Regions from separate parts of the Zea mays genome. Here all the other regions are linked to region 1. The links are chromatin contacts, called in public Hi-C maps. All regions are on one chromosome and are shown on one strand. The core of a region is the stretch at or near the end of the contact, and the rest is flanking DNA. Distances in the headings are between cores, read along the strand shown. Region 1 holds the start of LOC118476175 (protein JINGUBANG-like). Region 2 holds the start of LOC103643979. Region 3 holds the start of LOC103643978 (BTB/POZ domain-containing protein At5g66560).

Evidence for each region. A called contact is a pair of places that touch in the nucleus more often than the background predicts.
Region 2: a Hi-C map of tassel shows a contact between it and region 1, with 3 times the contacts expected there. The contact joins the promoter of LOC103643979 here to the promoter of LOC118476175 in region 1. A contact is called at or near these places in 4 of 25 Hi-C or Micro-C datasets (ear, endosperm, leaf and 1 more).
Region 3: a Hi-C map of leaf shows a contact between it and region 1, with 5 times the contacts expected there. The contact joins the promoter of LOC103643978 here to the promoter of LOC118476175 in region 1. A contact is called at or near these places in 13 of 25 Hi-C or Micro-C datasets (bundle sheath, ear, endosperm and 5 more) and 2 of 3 datasets of contacts at active chromatin or transcription factors (leaf and seedling).

The regions. Positions count from the first base shown.
Region 1 is chr1:280,895,387-280,899,981 of Zm-B73-REFERENCE-NAM-5.0, reverse strand. It overlaps LOC118476175 (protein JINGUBANG-like), which reads right to left and starts at 2,018. Exons shown (of 1, transcript XM_035964379.1): 1 at 1-2,018. The coding sequence starts at 748. LOC118476174 (serine hydroxymethyltransferase, mitochondrial) reads right to left here. Exons shown (of 16, transcript XM_035964378.1): 9 at 4,322-4,519; 10 at 4,119-4,223; 11 at 3,961-4,026; 12 at 3,292-3,369; 13 at 2,996-3,107; 14 at 2,804-2,914; 15 at 2,501-2,664; 16 at 2,167-2,368. The coding sequence ends at 2,516.
Region 2 is chr1:281,102,256-281,106,850 of Zm-B73-REFERENCE-NAM-5.0, reverse strand. LOC103643979 reads right to left here and starts at 1,806. Exons shown (of 1, transcript NM_001176047.2): 1 at 1-1,806. The coding sequence starts at 1,609. The coding sequence ends at 1,109.
Region 3 is chr1:281,041,962-281,046,556 of Zm-B73-REFERENCE-NAM-5.0, reverse strand. It overlaps LOC103643978 (BTB/POZ domain-containing protein At5g66560), which reads right to left and starts at 2,262. Exons shown (of 4, transcript XM_008667153.4): 1 at 1,291-2,262; 2 at 1,090-1,159; 3 at 1-1,012. The coding sequence starts at 1,334.

The DNA of each region.
Region 1 (4,595 bases), core at 769-3,268:
GGTCCCACGAGCCGGAGTAGAGGAACCCCTGCGCCGGGTCCGTCGGGCTCAGGCACGACACGGCGTCGCTGTGCCGGATCCACAGCGCCGATCTGTTCTTGCGCACCTCGACGTAGTTGGACGGGTTCAACGAGCCGCGCAGGAAGTCGCGCAGCCGCGGCAGGCTGCCCACGCGCTTGTGCATGCCGTTCTTGGGCGACACCTTCCACACTCTGATCTTGCCGTCCTGGTGGCCCGTGAAGATGCGCTCGCTGGAGATGACGATCGCCTTCACGAGGCCGCTCGAGGACTTGAACCCGCCTGAGTCCTTCTGCTTGCGCCAGACGCGGATGTTCTTGCTGTCCGAGCCGGTGTAGAGCGTGTCGCCCTTGGCGGCGAGCGAGTAGATATGGCCCTCCTCCCTCACCAGCGAGCTGATGAGACTCGTCCCCGGCGCCATTGTGGGCGGCCCCCCGAGCCCGGCGGCGGACGCCTCGTTGTGGTGCGACCAGGGGGACGCCATGGTCTGGTTCCAGGGGGACATGTTGTACGGCGAACACTCGCCGCTGAAGCTAGACGGGTAGTCCGAGTAGTACCCGGGGCTCGCGCCGCCGGTGGCAGAGGAGCTGCTATTCCGGCTCGAGGACTCATCGTCCGTCCCACCCGAGAACTGGAGGTTCGGGTCGGACTGTGGAGTCGGAAGCGGGAGATTGGAGGGGTGCGAGCGGGCGACGCCACCGCCGGTGCCCTCGCCGTCGCTGTCTTTCATCTGTTTCTTTCCGGAGGCCGTGGTGGAGCTCCGGTACAGTGGACGCGAGAACTGCGAGAGGAGGGGAAGCGCGGGCCTGTGTATCTGCGGATCGTAGGAGGTAGAGCGGGAGGCGAAGAGAAACTGGCGGGAAGGGAAGGGACAAGTCGTTAGGAGCGTTAAAGAGGTTGACAGGGAAGAAATGGTGGGACCACCTCCCGCGAATTGCTCCCTCTCATCAGTTTAGGAGGCTAATTTGAGCTCGGGAAGACTATCTTTAGACATGGAGCACAGGAACTGTACCCACTTCGTAAGAGTATATATACACATTTGAAGCGTGAACTCGAGTGTTTCACATAAACTTAAAAATAAATTAGCAATAATGTGTAAGGTGATTTGCGTGAAATGAATAGTCAACGCGATTATCCTCTTGTTTTGCCCCCTTTTTGCCTCTATTCTGATTTATGTGAAAATTAGCACTTTAGTTTTTAGAAACATATTTAAGGTCTGTTTAGATCCTATGAACTAAAATAAAGTGACTAAACTTTAGTCACTTTAGAAGCTAAAAATCTAAACAAGAGCTAAAAGTGAGTAAAATGGTAAAAATGTATTCTTTTAATCACTTTTAGTTTTTTTTCTGTTTGGATCTTTAGCTTACAAAGTAACTAAAGGGATGTTTGAATGCACTAAAACTAATAGTTAGTGACTAAAATTAGTTGAGACATCCAAACAACCTAACTAATATTTCAGCTTATTAGCTATTTTTGGTAAATTAGTTAATAGTTATATAGCTATTTGTTAGCTAACTAATTCCACTAACAATTTTTAGCCAACTAACTATTAGTTATAGTGCATTCAAACACCCTCTAAACTTTAATCATCTCGCTTTTGTTCATGGGATCCAAACATACCCTTAGATAGCTATGGAAAAAATTAATAGGGCAATTTTTGCTCCATCTTTGTATTTTGTATTTAAACTATGAATGAAATTTACCTTCCCAAAAAACACACATGAGCCAAGTACATAGGTAGGGAAATTGTGTGTTAGGGCATATACAACTCAGCGACTCTAGGTCGGTTTTCCAAGTGCAATACAATTTTATACCTTTGGATCATAAACACAAATAAGAGACAATATGTATAGAGAATCATATAGACACGTACTTCTAACGAAGAGCTTGTCTCGTATTTTTTTAATTAATCTCTTAGAGACCTTTTAAATGAGGTTGTACATATAGTTATACTGTCTTCATTAGTTTATCCACATAGTCATCTAAAACACTATTTTGCACCGTAGACTATAACTTTCACATAGTATAGTTTGATTATAGAGATGAGTAGATAGCCTTGCGGGCAGGGTGACGTGTGCTTGTGAGTGGGGATGGGGGTGGAGTGTGTGTCAGGATGTACGTTTTTTTTTTTTTTGAACGCAAAGGATGTACACATATGGAAATGCAATTGTCCGGTCAATATAGCATCTCGCGGTATGTGTCTACAATATGATTGACGAAAGTTCCACATGCTGTAAATTGCCAACATCTCTTTAACATAAGATGCCATTACACCATGGTTAAACTCCCAATAATCATCGTGGCATCTTGCTTCGAATGCTTACTGCAAGAAGAGTGACCTCATTCTCTTCTGCAAATGGATAAGAGGGAAGCGCTCAGCCAAGTAAGAAAACGGCAGTTCCAGCTCCGGTACCCCCTTTCACAACTGAGCTACTGTATATTAGAATGCATAATGACTAAACCGTGCAAAGATAGAGCATACCTTGTCATCCAGATATTAGTTCTTGTATTTCATGGTCTCTTTCTCAAATCCAATTGTTGGGAATTGTTTTGCAAATTCCTCTACATCATGGCGAAGCTTTGCAATCTCAACTTGGATGCTATCAGATTGCAAAGTGGCAACAAAGTCCTTCAGCTTTGTTCCACCTAAATTGCAAGAATTAAAAACAAAACATAAATCAGATCATCCAACTAGTGATAAGGACACCTCAACGAATGCAAATGCATCTAAAACAGTCACTGTGGTTTGTTTTCTTAGGGAGAAAAAACCAAGACTTTGAGTGACCTGTCGTTGCAGCCTTAATCTTCAAGGCCAGATTCACTGCTGCATCGAAGAAGTCAGCAACTTTAGCGAAATCTTCTTCAACAAATCCTCTCGACGTAAGGGCTGGGGTTCCTGCATGACGGGAGAGCTAATATTAAGAATTTGCAAAATTAAGAATAAAGTATACAAACATTCTATGACAAAATATCGTACCCATCCTGATGCCTCCTGGCACCATAGCTGAAACATCACCAGGAACTGTGTTCTTGTTTGCTGCAATATGCACACTTTCTAAAACCTTCTCCACCCTTGAACCATCTATCCCCTATATACATAAATTTTTTTTAAAAATACAATATTGTTCAGACATGGCATTAGAACTGGAAACAAGTAGGTTTTGTCTATTTAGCACATTTAGATAATACGTACAAAAAAGTAGCTAGTATGTATAAAGCAATAGCTAATATCTATAAAAAAATGACAAAACGTGAAACACACTTTTATCCTACCTTATTCTTGAGATTCACCAGAACTAAATGGTTGTCAGTCCCACCAGAGACGAGTTCATATCCTTTTGAAATCAGGCTCTGATAACAATATACCCATCAAGTAAGTGATTCAAACTGTATAGCATCACAATTAATATTGCTTCAAGACAACACATTTGTGTTTCTTCCAGCTGAAGTTAATAAAAATGCAAGGTAACATCATTGCAAATAACGTTATCTAATGTAGCTTGTTAAAGTATAAGAGAATTGCATGCTTTCTCCATTAGAACTAGTCGGTGCATGCAACTCAATATAGTACTAGAGCCAGGTCTTAAGCTCGAATCCTATATAGCTTCATTAAATAAAATAATTGTTGTTCGCTCTTATTCTATGTCTGAGGCCAGGGGGTGGGGCGGTGAGGGTGGACAGTGTTGAATTATCAGAATTGCCCACTATTTCCATCAGCAAGATTTTGGGTTGAACTACTCTATGCATGAAACTAAATAGAGCTAACTCAACCAAATGCTTTCAAATCAGGGAAAAATATTGATCATCTACTACGGTTCCCTAAAAACTGCTACTAGTATAAACAGTGAAGATGCTACGCATCCTAGTGGTGAGCAAGTATCTTAAACCTAATCCTCCAAGAGTTGAAGATAAGTTTTTTGTACTAAATGTGAACACAAATACCTGCGCAAATTTAGCACAATTACTGATAACTTGCTCTTGGTAAGCTCTGTATTCTGGAGTAGTTGCCTGAAATATAAAATAAAAGCTGAGAGACTCATAAAAAGGCAAACAATATGAATAAAGGATAATATTAAACAACATGAATAAGTGGAGCAGACCTGTTTGAGCGCAACAGCCAAGCCAGTAATGGTATGGTTATGAGGCCCACCTTGCAGACCAGGAAAGACAGCAGCATTGATTTTGTCCTCAAAATCATACATAACCTATAGAATATTAAGTATATCACTAAACCTTTGGTTTTTAATGCAAGAAGCAGGTTCAACACCTGCTAGTTTTTTTTATCGTTTTCATCATGCCATACCTCTTTTCCTTGTTTATTTATTTCTTTGACTCCCTTCCTGTAAAAGATCATGGCTCCACGTGGCCCACGGAGTGATTTGTGAGTAGTGGTAGTCACTACATCTGCATAATCAAAAGGAGATGGAACAACACCAGCTGCAACAAGCCCACTAATATGTGCCATGTCTGCTAGAAGTATTGCCTTCTGCTTGTTGCATATCTGTCGACACATAACATTATGGAATTATTTGATTGATAAAAAAAAAAAGATCGCGGTTCAATGTTCTGTATAGTTC
Region 2 (4,595 bases), core at 557-3,056, 210 kb before region 1:
CAGTCGTTTATTTATGATATGAATATTTTTTACATTTTAAATGGTGTATAACAGTTTTTAGTACATTATTTAAAGTTTAAAATTACTTGTAATTAGTAATAAAATAAGTTTAAATTGATTTTATCGAATACTTTTTACTTTTGGATACAAATAGTATCGGATTTTTCACGGTTTTGTCGAATGTTATTGAATACAAATCTTAAACTGGATAGAGAAAAACGAATTCGGATATGTCAATTTAACATACATATTAAAATCGAATACGAAAACGAATATCCATATTAGCCATTTTATCTGAATACGAATAATTCTGATCTCTAGACATTCAAATTCATTCCTAATCGCATCCTGTCCCAAATCCCACGATCCCACCCCAGCGATGGCCTGGGCCGGCGGCCCGAGCTGCCGGCCGGCAGTGGCCAGTGGCCAACAAACGACGAGGGTGTCCAGCCAGCCAGGCAGGCAGGCCCCCATCCTTGTCCTCGTACCCAATTGTGCACGTTGCTTCCCCAAGCCGGCCACCCCAAACCAAGCCATACTATACAGGTATACAGCTCTACGTACGCCTTCTACATACAGCCGACCGGAAGAGGAAATACGAAATATTGCAGCACAAGACAAACGCAAATTTTTTTGCATAGCAAAATCTGCTCCTCAGGCTGGCAAATCCGAGTCGTTGACTCGTTTGCCGTTCATTGGCTCGCCACATCGGCTGATTGGCATACACGAATCCCAGGCCCAGCGGCTTACAGCTCAGCTCATCACAATGCGGGCCCCGGGAGTCAGAGTCAGACACACACCCGGGTCCTGGCCTCCTGGGCGTCCGGATCGCGGTGCATGCTCGCGTGCGTAATCTACACGCACAGCCTGTCGCGTACTAGTATTCTACGTACACACCAGATGCAAGATGGACTGCATTTCTTTTCCTACACGGCTACTACACCTACACTACACTAGCATTAGTCAAAGCGTCCAGTAGATCAGTTTTTACGCGTAGCTACAGATGGATGTGTTTTTTTTTTTCATTTTCATGTCGCCGCGGGCTGCCGACGCGACTGCTGTTAATTAGGTTCCCCCGTTCTCCTAGCTGGCTGCCACGGACGGTTGGTTACTCGGCAATGGCGCCGAGGTCCGGCGCGAAGTCCCGGCCGCGGCTGCCGCCCCTCCTCGACCTCCGGCACGCCTTGCCGCACCGCGCCCCGGCGCCGGCGGCCGCGGCCGCGGCGGCCTCCGGGAACACGAGCGGACCGTCGTGGTCGCCGGCCAGCGCGGCGCTGGCGCGGATGGCGAGCGCGGCCATCTCCTCGGCCTGCAGCGGGCGGCGCCGCATCGCGGCGGGGAGCACGAAGTATAGCTGCCCGGGCTGCAGCGCCTCCTCCGGCCGCACGGGCGCCACGGCGCCGCCGAGCTCCAGCCCGTCCGCGCTGCACAGGAACCACGAGGCCGTCGGGGCCGCCCCGCCGGCGGCCGCCTTCACGGCCTGCGACGCCCGCGTGCCGCCCGGGAACCGCCGCAGCGCGCCGTCCGCGAGCACCACCCTCGCCTCCGCCGTCGCCGGCCCCGGCGCCGCCGCCACCGCCGTGGCCTCGCACGAGTTGCAGGCTCCCATTATTGTACTGCAGAACGAATCTGATAATGTGTGTCTAGACAGTCTAGCGTGTTGCGTCTGCACGTTCACGGACCCAACGAATCTTGCTAGTTGCTACAGCCGGGTAGCTCGAGCGGCGACTAGTGCAGTGCAGAGCAGGAGCGAGGCAGCCGGCGAGCTGCTGGCTGGTGGACTTGACTGGTGGAGAAGTTGAGATGAGTAAGCGAGGCGGCGTGTCCGGGGCTCGCGTGTATATATAGCCGAGGTGGACGCGTCGGCTAGTGCGGCGAAGGGGAGGGACGGAGGAGAGAGGATGCCAACCTGGATGTTGTTGAGGACAGCTTGCATGCGGGGCTCTGCAGTACGCGCGCGTAAATGCGTGTGCGCGCGCCCGTCACTGTGCCGTGCGAGCGAGCAGGCCCATACGCGCAGGCGCATCGATTTGGCTAGCCACCGTGTCGCGTCCCGTTACCTGGCGCTGGTTCTCTGCATGCATGGCATCGTGGGACCAACCGGCCAGGGACGGTGTAGTGTACCTCTCCTCTCGTCACTTGCGCAGTCCGGCCGCTGATGGTGATGGGCCAGTGGGCAGTGTCTTTTGCTGCGCAGGTGGCTGGCACACGGACACGGACTGGTGTCCTAATCACCTCCTCCAGCCCTCCAGGCCTTGTTATACGCAAGTCTGCTGCTACACATTGTACAGCAGAACGAGGCGTGTCGTGACGCAATTGGTCCAGAAACACAATTACTTTCTCTCTCTCTTCTTTTTTTGTCTAGTCTATAGAAAAACCCTAACGGGTGGTTGGTTTAACTAGATGTGTTTGGTTTGAGGTGAATATGGTATGAGGCGGGGACGATACCGTTCCCTCGATTTTTTGGATCACGCCGCCATAAAAAATTATCCCAATGTTTACCTCGCCCCCATGTAATTAACTCTCATCCAAACACTATAAAAACTGTGGCCGTCTCGTTTCATCCATTCTTGTATATCCAATCAAACATATCATAAATTAGTCATCCTCTTCTCAGTTATCACTTAGATGTCTATAAGTTAATTAAATAAATATTTTGTCGCAAGTCGCAACATAGTTACTGAACGAGGTGATTTTACAAACCAAACACCACATAAATCAATACGTAGCTGATGAACAGGTTAACGGAGAAGGAAATCAGGCAGATCCATCACATTCATGTGCTAGCCTGATGAACAGACATGTGCACGGCGATCGATCTTCTCTTGGAGACGGCACTTTGCTTGTTAATCTATAATTATTGCCTGCCGGAGCTTTCCGACGAGGAAGGCCGCGAGCGCGTAGGGTCACGAATCGCCCGTAGGAACCGCCAAAACACGGCAGCTTCGCGCCGTTTTCTCCGTAGCGACTTACATGCGGGGTCTTTCTGGATACGCTGCGATGCGATAGCAAAGGAGATCACGCCTCACGCGAGCCGCGAAACGCAGCGTGGCTAAAAAAAATAAATAAAAATTATCGCGTGTCGGCTCGCCGCCGCTGGATTGGCACGGGCATTCAGACATGCATGCTCATACGTACGTACGGCCTCCATGCAAGAGCCACGACACGCATCATATGTCCGCAGCCTATTTTACTAAATTATTGTTTCTGTAAACGCGTGCCATACAAACACACACTGGACTATAATGCTTGATTTTGACTATATATAGGAGGAAGTGCCTCTAGTCTTCTACACGGGCAAAACGGCAGGCCGGATCTTCGCTTTGCAAAGCATGCATTTGCGGTCGATCGGCGTCCGGTTTTCCAGTTCGTCGGCATTGGATTGGATCCCTCCGACAGCCTCATGGGCTCTCGCGCCATTGTCAGAGCTCCACAGTGCCGTACCGGCTTCCTAGTCTTGCCCCTGCGCGCGTCTGCAGCTGTAGCCTGTAGCTGTGGATCGGACCCATCGGACTTCCGGGTGCTCCGGAGGAACTCCGGAACCCGCTCCGACGCTGTCGCCTTCACGACGCCACGGCGTGACACGTACAGGCAGCTTAGCTGGACGGTCCCGTCGCCCGCCCATGCTGTGGACGTCCGAGCCCCAAGCTAGCTCTGGCCAGGTCGACCATCCAACGTCCCATAAAATAATGCACCGGGCCCGGGCGCGAGACGACGGGACAGGACAGGAGTAAACGCTCGCTGCAGCTCGAGCTATCCGGACGCCCATACCTGCTGATCATTGGCACCGTGGCCTGCCCTGCCATTATGGTATGGGTGGAGTTGAGTGTTCTTCGTCGTCGTCGTCGTCGTCGCGTCCGTGCGGATCCAGGCATTGACATGGGCAGCAGATCAGATCCCCCAGTCACTATCAGCCGGAGAGGAGAGATGCATCTCCATCGGCCATGCATCGCCGACGATGCCCGGCCTTCCCGCCCGGCCCTACTCATCATTGTTATAAACAAGGGCAGGTCAATTCCGAACAGTGCCCATGCATGGATTCATTGCATTGCATTGCATTGCATTGCATTGCCCGATCGGTCCCCTGTCTCTCGACGCGCTGGAGGTCCAGCTCGTTCAGCGTACGTACCATGGCATCAGCAGCATCATTCACGCAACAAGACCGAAAGCTCACTGACCGAAGCCCACCCACCATTGCTCTCAGCCTCTCAGTCTCAGGCACGGGCACGGGTTGCTGCAGCAGTACGTCGTTGCAGAGGATGCGGCAGAGTAGTAAATTCGTCCTCCAACAACACTGGACACCCAACAGCTGGCAATCCATGTTTAAAAATGCTACGCTCCGCTGGAGGAGACCAGACTACAGTACTAGTATACATTACTGCATTTTTGTATCCTGGGTTCTGACAGCCCGGGCAAATTAGCTGGCGGAAGACACTCACGACTCACGAGCCCACATTTCGCCGTATCTCGCTCCAAAACGGAATAAAAAGCACCCACTAGTACATAAAAACACATTAACGGTTACAAATCAGCTGTACTGTCGAGATTAAAACTCCCAGATTTTCAGTCGTAGGGCATGTATAGTGGATATACAC
Region 3 (4,595 bases), core at 1,013-3,512, 150 kb before region 1:
CCTCCTCCGCGAGGAAATACCTGACGATCCGCTGGACGCAGTCCACGTCGTAGAGCGTCTCCGCGGTGCCGGAGTAGCTCGGGATGAGCACGTCCTCCAGCGCGGCCTGCTGCAGCTGCGTGGCGGCCTTCCGCTCGAGCGCCGCGCGCGCGGCGTCCGACGCGCGCAAGATGTGCGCCGTCCGCAGCAGCGCGAAGAGGAACTTGGCGGTGACGACGCGCCCCGAGCACTTGTCCGCGGGGAGGCTGGCGACCACCGCCTCGAGGAGCTCCTTCTGCTCCACCTCGGAGGACACGGGCGCGGACGCGAGGCGGCGCCGCATGGACCTCGACAGCCCCGGGATGGTGCCCCTGGCGTAGGACACGAGGCAGCTCTCCCTGGCCTCCGCCCTGACGTCGCCGCGCGCGGCCATGGCCGCCATCACCCGCTTGTACATGCGCAGGCCGAGCACGGCCAGGTCGTCGAACCAGGACCGCGACGCGGACGACGAGCGCGCGGCGATGGCCTCCACGCAGCGGGACACAATGCCGAGGTCCTCGGCGAGCGGCAGCAGCTCCTCGCAGGACTTGAGCGCCTTGGTGGCGTCGCCGGGGTGCCGCAGCACGGCCTGGTCCAGGTACGCCTCCGCGCGCGCCGCGAGGTTGTCCTCGGCGTGGTCCTCCGTCATCTCCAGGTACTCGGCCGCGCACCGCAGCGGCGCGACGTTCCAGGGGGTGAGGTCCACGCGGACGCCGTAGCAGAACTTGGCGGCCGCCTCGAACGTGCCCGGCCCGCCCGGGAAGTCGGGGAACGCAATGCAGTACGGCTGCCCGTCGCCCTCCCCCTCCGTCCTAACCTGCTGCTGCTCAGGCTCGGCTTCTTCCTCCTCGATCTCTGTTTCCGCAGCACCGTCATCGTCTCCGTCACTGCTCCTCACCTGTCTCCTCCGCTGCCGCCGTCCCCGCGTCGGACGCTGGTCCTCCTGCTCGCTGAGCATGCGGTGGATCTTGAGGCTCTTGGACATGAGCGGGAACTGCGCGGGAAACGCCTCAGCGGAATTTCATCGAGCAAGACGCAGCCCCCGACGACTAGAGCAGCCCAAGAACTCACCTTGTGGAGGTGGAAGGTCATGTCGTGCACCTCGAAGACGACGTCGCTGGGCAGGCCCGTGGTGCAGAACCTGGCGCGAGATACGGAACGCATCGTCAACACGACGGACACGCGAGGGGAAAGCAACGGAATCCTGCATGGAATCGAAACACCGGCCGCAATTCAAATAGTACAGCCAGCGGCGCTCACTACTTAACTCACCATGCCTGGCCCCTCGACGAGCCGTGCCGGACCGACGACGACATGGCCGCTGCCCTGGCCGCTACGCTGAGTCAAGCCACGACTACGATCCGGAAGGAGGAGAGGAAGGATGGCATCTACAACATCAACTTCCCTCGCTCGCTCCGTCGCTCGTAGCCGTATGGATGTATGATTGGGTTGGGGCGGGCCGGTAGGTGTGGCAATTCAGGGCGCCTACCTGGCCAATTAAATTGGCATCAGAATCCCACTTCCCAGGCCAGTGTCAGCAGAAGAGGAAGTTATTGCTGTGGGGATAAACAAGGAAGGACAGGACAGCCGATGTATGGAAAGCTACGTCTCGTTGCTGCTGCTCGTGGTTTGGTTAAAAATCTTTCGGTCATCAACCGGCTGCCGGCTTGCCGCCGCTCATCTACTGCCGTTTTTCTTCTTCTTCTTCGTCTTTCGTGCGTGTTCTCTTGGCTGTGGCTGGGGACCGGCGCGGGCGCGGCGGTGGAGGGGTGGGCGATGAGGTGCGTGCGTGTGACCTAACCACTCCACGTCAAGCAAGCATGAGAGGGAACGCTTGGAAACTTGTTGGGCGGGCGGGTAGACCTCACCTACGCCTGCCTGCCTGCTTGCGTCGGTCTACGGCTATGGATTTGGACAGCCGGGAAAAGGGAATGAAATTATAGCAGCAAAAGGCGGTCTCTTTCTTGCGTCGACAGTCGACACCCAACAGCAAAACCTTTGTGAAAAAGATATGTGGATTGGATGCCCTCGGAAACAATTTCAGGCGGCGAACCGCGTAGTACGGCGCAGCCGAGAAATGAACAATCGATCTGCACTACTGCGCTCCATGTTTTGGTTTCAGTTCCCTACTAGTATACTTTTTTTTGTGTGTGTGTGTATGAATGTTGTTGGGTTGCCACTGCCGCCTGTCGAGTACTCTTAACTGTAAAGCAAACTGGTACTAATAATAATACAGTAATGTTTCGAGCAGTACGCGCTACGCCATGTACGTAGATTTGTTTTTTTTAACCAGAATTCTTGCTCCTTTTTTTTCCCTTTATTCTTTGGCGCTGCTTTTAGGTGTGCGCTTTGCCGCTGGCCATTTCGTTTTCGCACCGTTCCCTTTTCTCTCTCCCCTTTCCCGCGGTCGTTTTCCTTTTCCAGGCAGCCCGACGCGGCCGGCCACGAGCGACACGGGTGCGCCAGGATAAACAGAGCTAACGATTAAACGAACGACGACCACCAACTCACACTTACTGACAAATGACAATTCATATACTTGCACCCTGGTGCAGAGTGAAACCATTCCCTTTTCCCGCCGGCTAAATACTAACTGAGTAGCTGTGCAAGTGAATTTTCGCATCAGTTCATATAAATTTACTAAAAAAATTCGAATACATGTCCAAGTCGTACAGATCATGGCCCAGGAGAAGCCAGCCAGAGCTGGTTTGGTAAAAGGGAATGTGATCATATATATGAAAATATACATATAAATCTGTGAACAGTTTTGACAACTATAATGAAAATAAAAATTACTGAGCATATAAACTGGAATAAACATATGTGGAATCAAGTGTCATAAACTGGCGTAAGATTATTGAGCTGACATTACTGATCCGAATCAAGTGTCATAAATCAGCTTGCAAACTGACATAAATGTATGTGGAATTTATCATAAGCAATTAACAGATATGGATACATGTACATCTACTTAGCATACATGTATGTGCAAATATGCATAACACTGCTTTGTGTAATGCATAAACTAGTCAGACTGTGAAGCATGACTGTATGAAATCTGTGAACAGTTTCGACAACTATAATGAAAATAGAAATTACTGAGCTGACATGTTCAGATGGAGTCTGATCAAAGCATGGACGACTGTCGGGGAGATCTGTTTCTGCCGCTTGTTGGACGCCGCCAGTAGACTAACAATTATGGTATAAATGGATTAGAAGTTTAGTAAACTACTAATAATAATATAGAAAAAACAACGAGGCGGTGTACTCATACCTTTATTTGCGGCGTCGCATCAAATATCGGTCGGAAGATTCCGTATGTGGTGTTGCTTTAGGAGTGACGTTTGTGTTGGTCGGCATGTTCTGGCCACCGTCACCATGTTTACCCTGAAAAAATTGTAATGGTTATATGCTATTTAAAGAAAACGATGAATACAACCCTTCAATGAAAAATACAAGTAATAAGAAAAACATTATCACTGGGGTTGTAGGTGTTTTGTTCTGTTTCGTTATATTTGTATGAACCAGTGGATCAATATCAGCTTCACCGGGGCAACTTTCTAATAGTACACGAATATGTTGTTGCCTTAACAGTAATTCATGTACCTGTGTGTCTGTAAACTGCGTATCCTGCTGGGATGCTGGCGTAGACATATCAGGTACAATTGGGGGGGGGGGGGCGGACACGTACATCCTTTTTATGTATCATGTAAACAAAAAAACATTGTTTAAAATAATGGCATCAAAACGATATCGACAAATGATTGCATAACTTTTTTATATTGACGTAAAGACCATAAAACTGACTAACCTGCCGTATGGGGAAGAATATCATCTGATTTTGTAGTTGTTTTCTGCACATCATAACCATCTTCATTGTCCCTCGACTCAGCGCGGAGGACCTCATCAATTAACTCGCCAAAAACGTAAGTTAGATTGTATTGTTTCTCAACAATCTGCTGAAGAGTCTGTTTAATAACTAAACACGCCTTACCAACCTTCGTATCAAAATGTGACAACTTCTCTATGAAACACAGGCGGTGGCGGGATGGAAGCTGATTCAGCTTGCTTGATATCAAATCCCTGATGAGCGGGAGTTCGATGTGAATTGTGTGTTGTCCAGGTGGGTCAGGACGAGGTACATCAAAAGTGTTTGTCCTGGTCTTATGCTGTTGTAAATTGAAAAATATTAAGTAAATATATAGCGTATCACTGAATATTATGTTGAAATTCTATGACAAAAAGTATATAAATAGAATCTTGCCTTAAATTGTGCTTCAACAGGTGGTACAGCTGTGTAGCAGGTCTCTGTGGTGCTTCAGAACTAAAAAAAGGCGTGAAAGATGGAGTAAAACTTATACACACATATTAAATTGATAAATGTGATTCATATGTTTAATGTACAATGCACAAAAAGCATCATAAATATGCTTACAAACTGGCATAAAGGTATGTGAAAGTTATCATATGCATATAAAAAATGATAGACACATAAAAAAATACCGAACAATGTCCAAATGGTTCTTCTCCTTTGCGTATCTTGCCCTTGTCAGCTCTTGTCAGTGCTTGAATAATAT